Regions from separate parts of the Mus musculus genome. Here region 1 is linked to region 2. A link is a contact called in public HiChIP or PLAC-seq data. All regions are on one chromosome and are shown on one strand. The core of a region is the stretch at or near the end of the contact, and the rest is flanking DNA. Distances in the headings are between cores, read along the strand shown. Region 1 overlaps Etl4 (enhancer trap locus 4). Region 2 has its middle 100 kb from the start of Gm23970.

What was found. HiChIP or PLAC-seq counts read pairs in DNA pulled down with a chosen protein or histone mark.
Region 1: a contact with region 2 is called in an H3K27ac HiChIP or PLAC-seq map of embryonic stem cells, with 3 times the contacts expected there. The contact joins two enhancer-like sites. A contact is called at or near these places in 1 of 115 datasets of contacts at active chromatin or transcription factors (embryonic stem cells) and 1 of 9 other capture datasets (embryonic stem cells).

The regions. Positions count from the first base shown.
Region 1 is chr2:20,691,525-20,695,371 of GRCm38.p6, reverse strand. The region is part of intron 4 of Etl4 (enhancer trap locus 4); the gene reads right to left. Among named protein-coding and RNA genes, the nearest start is that of Arhgap21, 270 kb to the left of the region's middle. Within about 2 kb of position 1,326, at least 21 of the 459 cell types and tissues checked have an H3K27ac peak or open chromatin away from gene starts, as enhancers often do. A contact at or near this core is called in embryonic stem cells, where this site is marked.
Region 2 is chr2:20,175,040-20,179,257 of GRCm38.p6, reverse strand. It overlaps a transcript of Etl4 not described here. Among named protein-coding and RNA genes, the nearest start is that of Gm23970, 100 kb to the left of the region's middle. Within about 2 kb of position 2,282, at least 5 of the 459 cell types and tissues checked have an H3K27ac peak or open chromatin away from gene starts, as enhancers often do. A contact at or near this core is called in embryonic stem cells, where this site is marked.

The DNA.
Region 1 (3,847 bases), core at 77-2,576, 520 kb before region 2:
TATGCTGCTGCTGATAGATATTCAGGAGCACCCTCAGTGTATGCTTGCTCCTTGGTTCTGCAGATCTGTTAGATCTACTAGATGAGCAATAAGGATGGGCACCAGGAAGATGTGGTTCACCCTAAGCAACTGTTCTTCTCTGGGAAGCTCTTTCTCAGCTTCCTTCAGGAGTTTGAAGGCCAGACTCAAAATAGTTTCCAGAGGGAGAGAAAGGATATAGGCCATTTGTGGAAATCCCTATTTCTTTGGCCTCCATTTTGAAGCTCTTAAAGAAGACACACAACAACCATAAAAACAAAACAACAACCAATAAACCCACATAGAGTTGCCATATTGCCCGCGAGCTGGGAAAAGACATAACCCATCTAATGCCCACACTCTTAGAAAAGATCAGCTCCCTAATGCTTTGTGACATACTGTGTGACAGAGATGTCTGGAAGGGGATCCATACCCCCAAGCTGGATGAGCAAAGAAACTCTTGGTACTGAGGAGGGATGTGACATGACTGTTATTGCGAAGAATCTTTCCAACTACCATGCACAGTAGACAGGCAGAACCTGAGGGGGCAGGTAACATTGCTCAAGGCTGAGATGTCAGGGGTTGGTCTTCTCAATCAGATGAGCTAGCAAAACAACAACAGTTCAGAAAAGTTGGAAATCAAGCGTGGCCTTATGCTCATATCTGGACATTATGAAGGTTATACTTCCAGAAGTATGAGGAAGTAATACATCTTGTCTTATAGTTTGTTAGCCAGATTTAAATCTTTAAAACTGTGTTGGCAAAAGGTATGCAAGTCCCTGTATCCTGCCTTGGGCAGATTAGTGTGTTATACACTAGGACTTGGGTACCTATAAATTGTAGCCAGAGCTAAGCACAGCAAGGTCTTACCTTCTGGCGGACACATAGCTGTGGGTTTAAACCACCAGCAGGGCATTTGTTAACTGTTACTGAGGAAGGTGGGTACCACAGCATCTTCATGACCAATCTGATTAGGTTTGGGCTATGTGCTAGAAGCAAAGGTGAATCTCCTTGAACTGCAAATAGGGTACCACTTTTTATATCACAGACTTTTTTTTTTTTTTTTTTTTTTTTTTTACTGTTTTGTATCTAATTCCCCCCCCCCCCCCCCCCCATGACTCTTCTCCGGTAATCATTCTGTCATTTGCTTACTTACTGACTCCTCTGGGCTTTCCTTTGTCTTTTCTAAGGCTATTATAAAAGTTCACAGCTGTCTGTGGGCACTCCCAGCTAGACCCACCCAGACCCACCCAGACACAGCCAGATTCCATCCTCAAGTGGGCAGTGAAAGGGCTGTGACCCCTCATGGCAGTTCATTCTGTTCCTGGCTCCCCACACACTCCCCAACCCTGGGTCCTGCCTGCTGCTCTCAGCATGGCTCCTCCCATGTCCTCAAGCCACTAGAGGGAGTGGATCTGCTGGCAGCTTCATCTGAGCCTTCTTTCTCTGTCCCTCTCCACACCCTGGCCCAGCAGAACTGGAATGTCCTCTATGTCCTGGCCAGAGGAACCAAGTAGTTTCAGGAGTGCTGCCACTTAGCTATGGGTTTGCAGAGCCCTGGGATAGGCACCCGATATCCTGTTTGTGGATGTGTGAGAATGGGGTAGCACAATGGGAAGGAAGAACAAAGGTTGATGGAGTGTTTGTAGCTGATGTGGACTATCCCAGTGGGAAAGGGATAGGAGATTGGAAGGCAAATCTATTTACATTTTGAAAGGCAAACCTGTGTATGCCATGTCTTGCTTAAGAGCATGGGAGAAGGGAAAGAATTGCTGCTAGTGTAGTCTAGGTGAAGGAGGGTAAGAAAGACAATGTCTCTCCCAACTGACCAGCTTCTACCACAAGGGGACTCTAAGGAACGGTCACCCCAATGGATCTTGTTCTTGTGACATAAACCTCCATGACAGCTTGCCAAAGCTCACTTCCAATTTGATTTCACAAGACCCTCCTCCCCATCTTGCCACCAAAGGATTTTTTTTTAATCTCATATGTGCGTGCATAATATAACTATACATAACTATATATAAATGGATATGTATATCCTCCTTTGTTACTTTCTAGAGAGGCATTTAAGAGATCCACACATGACTATTCTCCTCCCCATTTCCCTTTGAAGTGTCACAATGCCTTTTAAGAGAAGTGTCTGATGTCAACCACAGGATCATGATAAAGAATGAGTGTCTGCACGCAGCTGAATCATGTGGGCCCCTCTGGAACAGCTCTGGAGGTGGTAGGCAGTGAGGGACCTGAGACAGAGACCAAGTTGCTAGGATTTCTGTCCCCAAGCCCTTCCTATCACTCCCTTGAAAACATAACCTTTGCTTCCAGATTTACCATAAATCTAAGATAAGCTTGGCAACATGAGTCCCTGCTAAATAACCTTTGTGCACACTCGTACTTTAATAAAAGCTCTAGAAAAGATCGATAAGGCCTGCAGGTACCTTTAACTGCTTTGCTACCTAAGGAATTTATCAGGCAAAGTCACTGTATTGTGCTGTCCTGACCATAACATGCATTCAATGAGTTGACTGCCCACCCTGTGCTCCAGCAAAACAAATAGGACAGACAGGATTAGCTCTTTCAGGCTCTGTGCATGCCCCAGCCTTATCGTCTACAATACCCATTCTGCTCCTGTAGCGACTCTCTGCTTACATAATAGCAGACCATGTGGGAGGATAATAGTCCATGTCCATGTTCCTCAGAACAGGGTAACTCAACTCCATGGTGTGCTGCCATGACTGAAAACAACCAAAGTGAAGCTGGCTGAGCTATGAGTTTAGCCATCCTCAACTAAATCCTTTAGCAATAGAGAACAGCAGATGAAACTTGGAGCTGCAGCAGATCTACACAATGGCACTACTACCATTACCCCCAAGTGTGTATGCTCAAGGTTGGATGGAATTCATTCTAGGGAGACTTAGTGCCTACAGACACCCCACTGGACCTGGGACAAATGGTTGAGAACCCTATTAACATATCAAAGCAGCCTCCGGCCACAGGTTCTCCTGACAACCTTCAGTCCCCTTCTGTTATAGGGTCCTCCTGGCAACCTTCAGTCCCTTCTGTTATAGAGTCCTTCTGGAAACCTTCAGTCCCCTTCTGTTATAGGGTCCTTCTGGCTGCCATACCTTTCCTCCAGCTATTCTTCTGTGGTCAGCCCAGCTGCTTGGGTTGTATGCTCCCTTTTACACTTGGGCCCCTTGTTCACTTGCTCACTGGTTCCCCTCTCTCCTTTTCCCTACTCCTCCACACATGGCCCAGCTCAGTGTCCCGGTCGTGCTCCATCCAGATCCTTCAGATGCCTCCAGCTCTGCTCTCCCTCTTATCTACAACAAACCTTCTCCTCCACCACACCTCGGGCAGTCATAGCCTCATTTTTATTTTCTTTTCTCATTCACAATACAAACTTCATTTTTTCCCCTAAGTGTTTTTGACCTGTGCTTGGGTGAAACCATAGATGCAGAGCCTACAGATATGGAGGAACGTTATGAATGTATGTATGTATATATGTGTGCACAAAGTGGTACAGATTTGTAAATAGATACCAACATATAAACATACAAAAATATGCACATATACATATACCTTCTCATAATATTAGTACCATAAAGAGTGCACCAAGGGTATCCCTTTGATACTATTAGCATCAAAATGCACTCTTAGATCCCTGTAATAAATGAACAGGCCACAGGACCTGGGAATACAAGTTTATTAAAGAGGATGGATTGATGTATTGAGTATGTGAAGAGCTACTTAATTAAAAAGGAGGGGTGTATGGGAGAGTTTGGAGGGAAGAAAGGGGAGTGAACAGTGATGCATTTACATTATA
Region 2 (4,218 bases), core at 1,033-3,532:
TATTGATATTTGGCCCATTGCATACCATCGTTTTAAAATAAAATTGATAATTACTATCCTAAAGATAAGTTGAAAATTGTTTTTATGCATGCTTTTGTACCTTCTATAAATTCATGCATGCATGCATCCCATTTACTGTGTTTAAAAACAGCCCTCCTATGGGAGAAAAGTATATGTGAATTGGATCACACGCTTATTCTTTTGAGTTCCCTCCTGCTTCAGCACAGATAATTAAATTGTGTGCTGTAGATGGTGTTTTAAAATGTTGAATAATCAAGCTTTAATTTGTATATTTATCTATATATCTCAGAGCTTACACTTGCTTAAAATTGTTCATCCCTCAGATACTATAAATTCTCAAATTTGCAATTGTTTATGCATATACAACTCATAAGAAAAAATGCTGTTCTTTTAAGAAGACTGTTTTTGGACAGTTAAGAATTTGTCCTGGGTTACCTGGAAAAGACCCCCAGGATTTGCTTTTGTGTTATAGAGACTTACAAAAGGCCTTAGCTGATAAAGGATTACAGATAGCTCCTGAGAAGATACAAACTCAGGATCCTTATAATTATTTGGGTTTTAGACTTACAAATCAAGCTGTTTTTCCCCAGAAGATAGTTATTTGCAGGGACAACTTAAAAGCTTTAAATGATTTCCAAAAATTGCTAGGTGATATTAATTGGCTTCACCCCTATTTAAAGCTTACTACAGGGGAACTGAAACCTTTATTTGATATTCTTAAAGGGAGTTCTGATCCTACCTCCCCTCGATCTTTAACCTTAGAAGGATTGCTGGCCTTGCAACTAGTGGAAAGAGCCATTGAAGAACAATTTGTCACTTATATAGATTACTCTTTGCCTTTACATCTGTTAATTTTTAATACGATTCATATATCTACAGGATTGTTGTGACAAAAGGCTCCTCTAATGTGGATACATTTGAGGATTTCTCCTAAACGTATTAACCTGCCATATCATGAAGCAGTAGCTCAGATGATCATCCTTGGAAGGAGACAGGCACTAACTTATTTTGGCAAAGACCCAGATATCATTGTTCAGCCTTACAGCGCAGAACAAGATACTTGGCTGAAGAAGAACAGTACGGATTGGTTGCTTGCTCAAATAGGATTTATAGGAACTATAGATAATCATTATCCTCAAGATAGGTTGATAAATTTTTTTGAATGTACATGTGAAAAAAATTTGTTCTTGGTGTCCTCAGATTCTACCTGTTTCCACATAATGGTGTTAATTCTTGAGGACCTTTACTTAATCAATTGCTGCAAATGAATGCTCTTATTTCTGATTAATAAATAAATAAATTATGCACATGTGACTATTAATAACTTTTCAAGCTTTCTAGTAACAACCGCTCTTCAAGAGAACTGAAAAGTGTAATTAGTCACTGCCCATGTTATATTAAAACTGACTATAACAGTCAAGTATTTGAGATGTTTTGCCAACAATTTAATAATTCTCAAAGACAAAGTATTAAACTATAGCTTCTTAAAAAAACAAAGAAGGGGAGGAATTATATCCCCGTGTACATTATTTAAATCATATTTTTATTTTAAGAATTTTGAAATTTGGATATCAAAGAACTTAATAAATGTCTTATAGTATCTTAAAACTAGATATAATCATGTCTGGGTGAGATGAAAAGGATCTACTTATTGGCATATGGCTTGATCCTAAACAGCTACCCTATTGGGGAAAGGGGAAAGCTTAGGTTCTCTCCACAGAATGCTATAGAAGCATGACAACTGTCAGAAGGATTCGTGTGACAAGCTGACCTGTGAGTTCTCTGAGTGCCCTGATGATGGTGACAAGAAAGCTGAATTTGGTATATGTTTTGACACACCTTTGCTTGCCTCTGTACCAGATTGGACAAGCTAAGGTGCCTTGCTTCAAGCTTTTTAATCTTATGGGACATAGAACGTTAAAGACCGTGGAATCTGACTTAGAAAGATTAGTCATAAGAAAGAGTTATAATGATTCTTCTCTTTCTTTCAATGTGACCAGTTCTTCTAACTCAATATTGGACTGGTCTAGTAATAATTCCAATATTAGAGATTCCTATTGAAGATAGCTAAAAATCTTAATTACCTAGCAAAGTTAATTTGGAGCCTTTCTGCTAATTCTCAAAGCCAGCTCCCCCACAACAGGAGGCCAGAGCCTGAGCTTGATCATTGCTAATTTGCAACTGAATAAAGTACCTGGGCTTCAACAAAGAAGCTTTTATCGTGTTGCTTTTTACTGTCTTGGCTTTGTTTTCCAAGCAGGTCAGTCAAGGCCTCACACTCTGATTTCAGCAAGAGTCCAGCCTCGCCTCCTGCAAGCTCCAGTGGCAGAAATTTTATGCCTCAGCCCAGCTATTTTTATTATATAATCACGGAGGAATTGTAGACTCCCCTAGCCTGAAGCAGGCTGATCCAGACTTTGACCTTGCTGCCACTAAGAAGGAGATTACCTAGGGTGGAGCCTTCGGACCTAGATGGCTCTTTTGTTCTATCACCTGCCACTGCTCTCTCCAAGACACTGCTACCTGCTGAGAGGCCCTTGAGATATTCCAGAGGAACATCCTGTTGTGCACATCACCTACAGGCTGGCTCCAGACACCAAGAACGGACTGGTGGGGAATGGGCCTTCCCCCTTATAAGCATACTCTCTTAGTAAACTGGTGGGCCTTGAACAGAATTGTGTCTTGGTCTCCATTAATCTCTCACCATCTAAGTCTTTTTCAGCCCCAGCCTGCCTCCCAGGTGTTCCCGGTTCAAGTAGGCCATGGACTGGTATACAACAAAGAAAGCTGAAAATTCCACCATGAGAAATGAGGAATGGAGTTATTTGCTTTGGTGCCCCGCTGCCATAGCAGCTCACTGAGCAGAAGTCACAACAGCCAGCACCTTTTTAGGGACTAACAGTGTGTTTGGAAATTGTCATTCAGTCAGGCTTCCATTCAGCTTATGGCATTTACATCTATATGTGATGCTGCCTTTAACTGAGTTTTCTTCCTCCAGTTTGTTTTTAGTTTGGGAAATTATAGCCAGTATGGAATCACTAACACAATAAAATAAATAGCTAAAAAAAATAAATAATAAAAACTTTGGTTCCAACTGGCATGCAAATATTTTGCAAGAAGGGAAAAAAAAAAGAATGTCTGTAGATGAAGCCAAGTATCTCTAAGTTAGCTTCTCCTGGCCGTTAGATATAGTCTAAGATATGTGAGTAAGAAATTATAATCAGCTGGGCATGGTGGTGCATGCCTTTAATCCCAGCACTTTGGAGGCAGAGGCAGGCAGATTTCTGAGTTCAGCTCAATAAGATATAAGGAGAACAACTTCTGAGTTAAAGGACACCATAGATCAAGCAGCCTTTACAGCCACTTATGGAACATTCCAGCCAAACACTGTGGAAGACATACTCTTCTCCAAAGTCTGTGGGACTCTCTCTAATATTGCCATCTGATCAGATGCAAACTGAGTCTTAAGAAACACAGGAAACAGCCGAGCTTGGTGGCACATGCCTGTAATCCCAGCACTCGGAGGCAGAGGCAGGCGGATTTCTGAGGTTGAGGCCAGCCTGGTCTACAAAGTGAGTTCCAGGACAGCCAGGGCTATACAGAGAAACCCTGCCTTGAAAAACCAGAAAGAGAGAGAGAGAGAGAGAGAGAGAGAGAGAGAGAGAGAGAGAGAAAAGAAAGAAATTATAATCATCACTTTAAAAAAATCTTTTAAAGTGCTTTTGTATTAATACAGCAAAAGAAAGGCCAAATGGGGGAAAAATTCCTGAATAGAATAGCAACGGCTTGTGCTGTAAGATTGAGAATTGACAAATGGGACCTCATGAAACTGCAAAGCTTCTATAAGGCAAAAGACACCGTCAATAAGACAAAAGGGCCACCAACAGATTGGGAAAGGATCTTTACCTATCCTAAATCAGATAGAGGACTAATATCCAATATATATAAAGAGCTCAAGAAGGTGGACTCCAGAAAACCAAATAACCCCATTAAAAAAATGGGGCTCAGAGCTAAACAAAGAATTCTCACCTGAGGAATACCGAATGGCTGAGAAACACCTGAAAAAAATGTTCAGCATCCTTAATCATCAGGGAAATGCAAATCAAAACAACCCTGAGATTCCACCTCACACCAGTCAGAATGGCTAAGATCAAAAATTCAGGTGACAGCAGATGCTGGCGAGGATGTGGAGAAAGA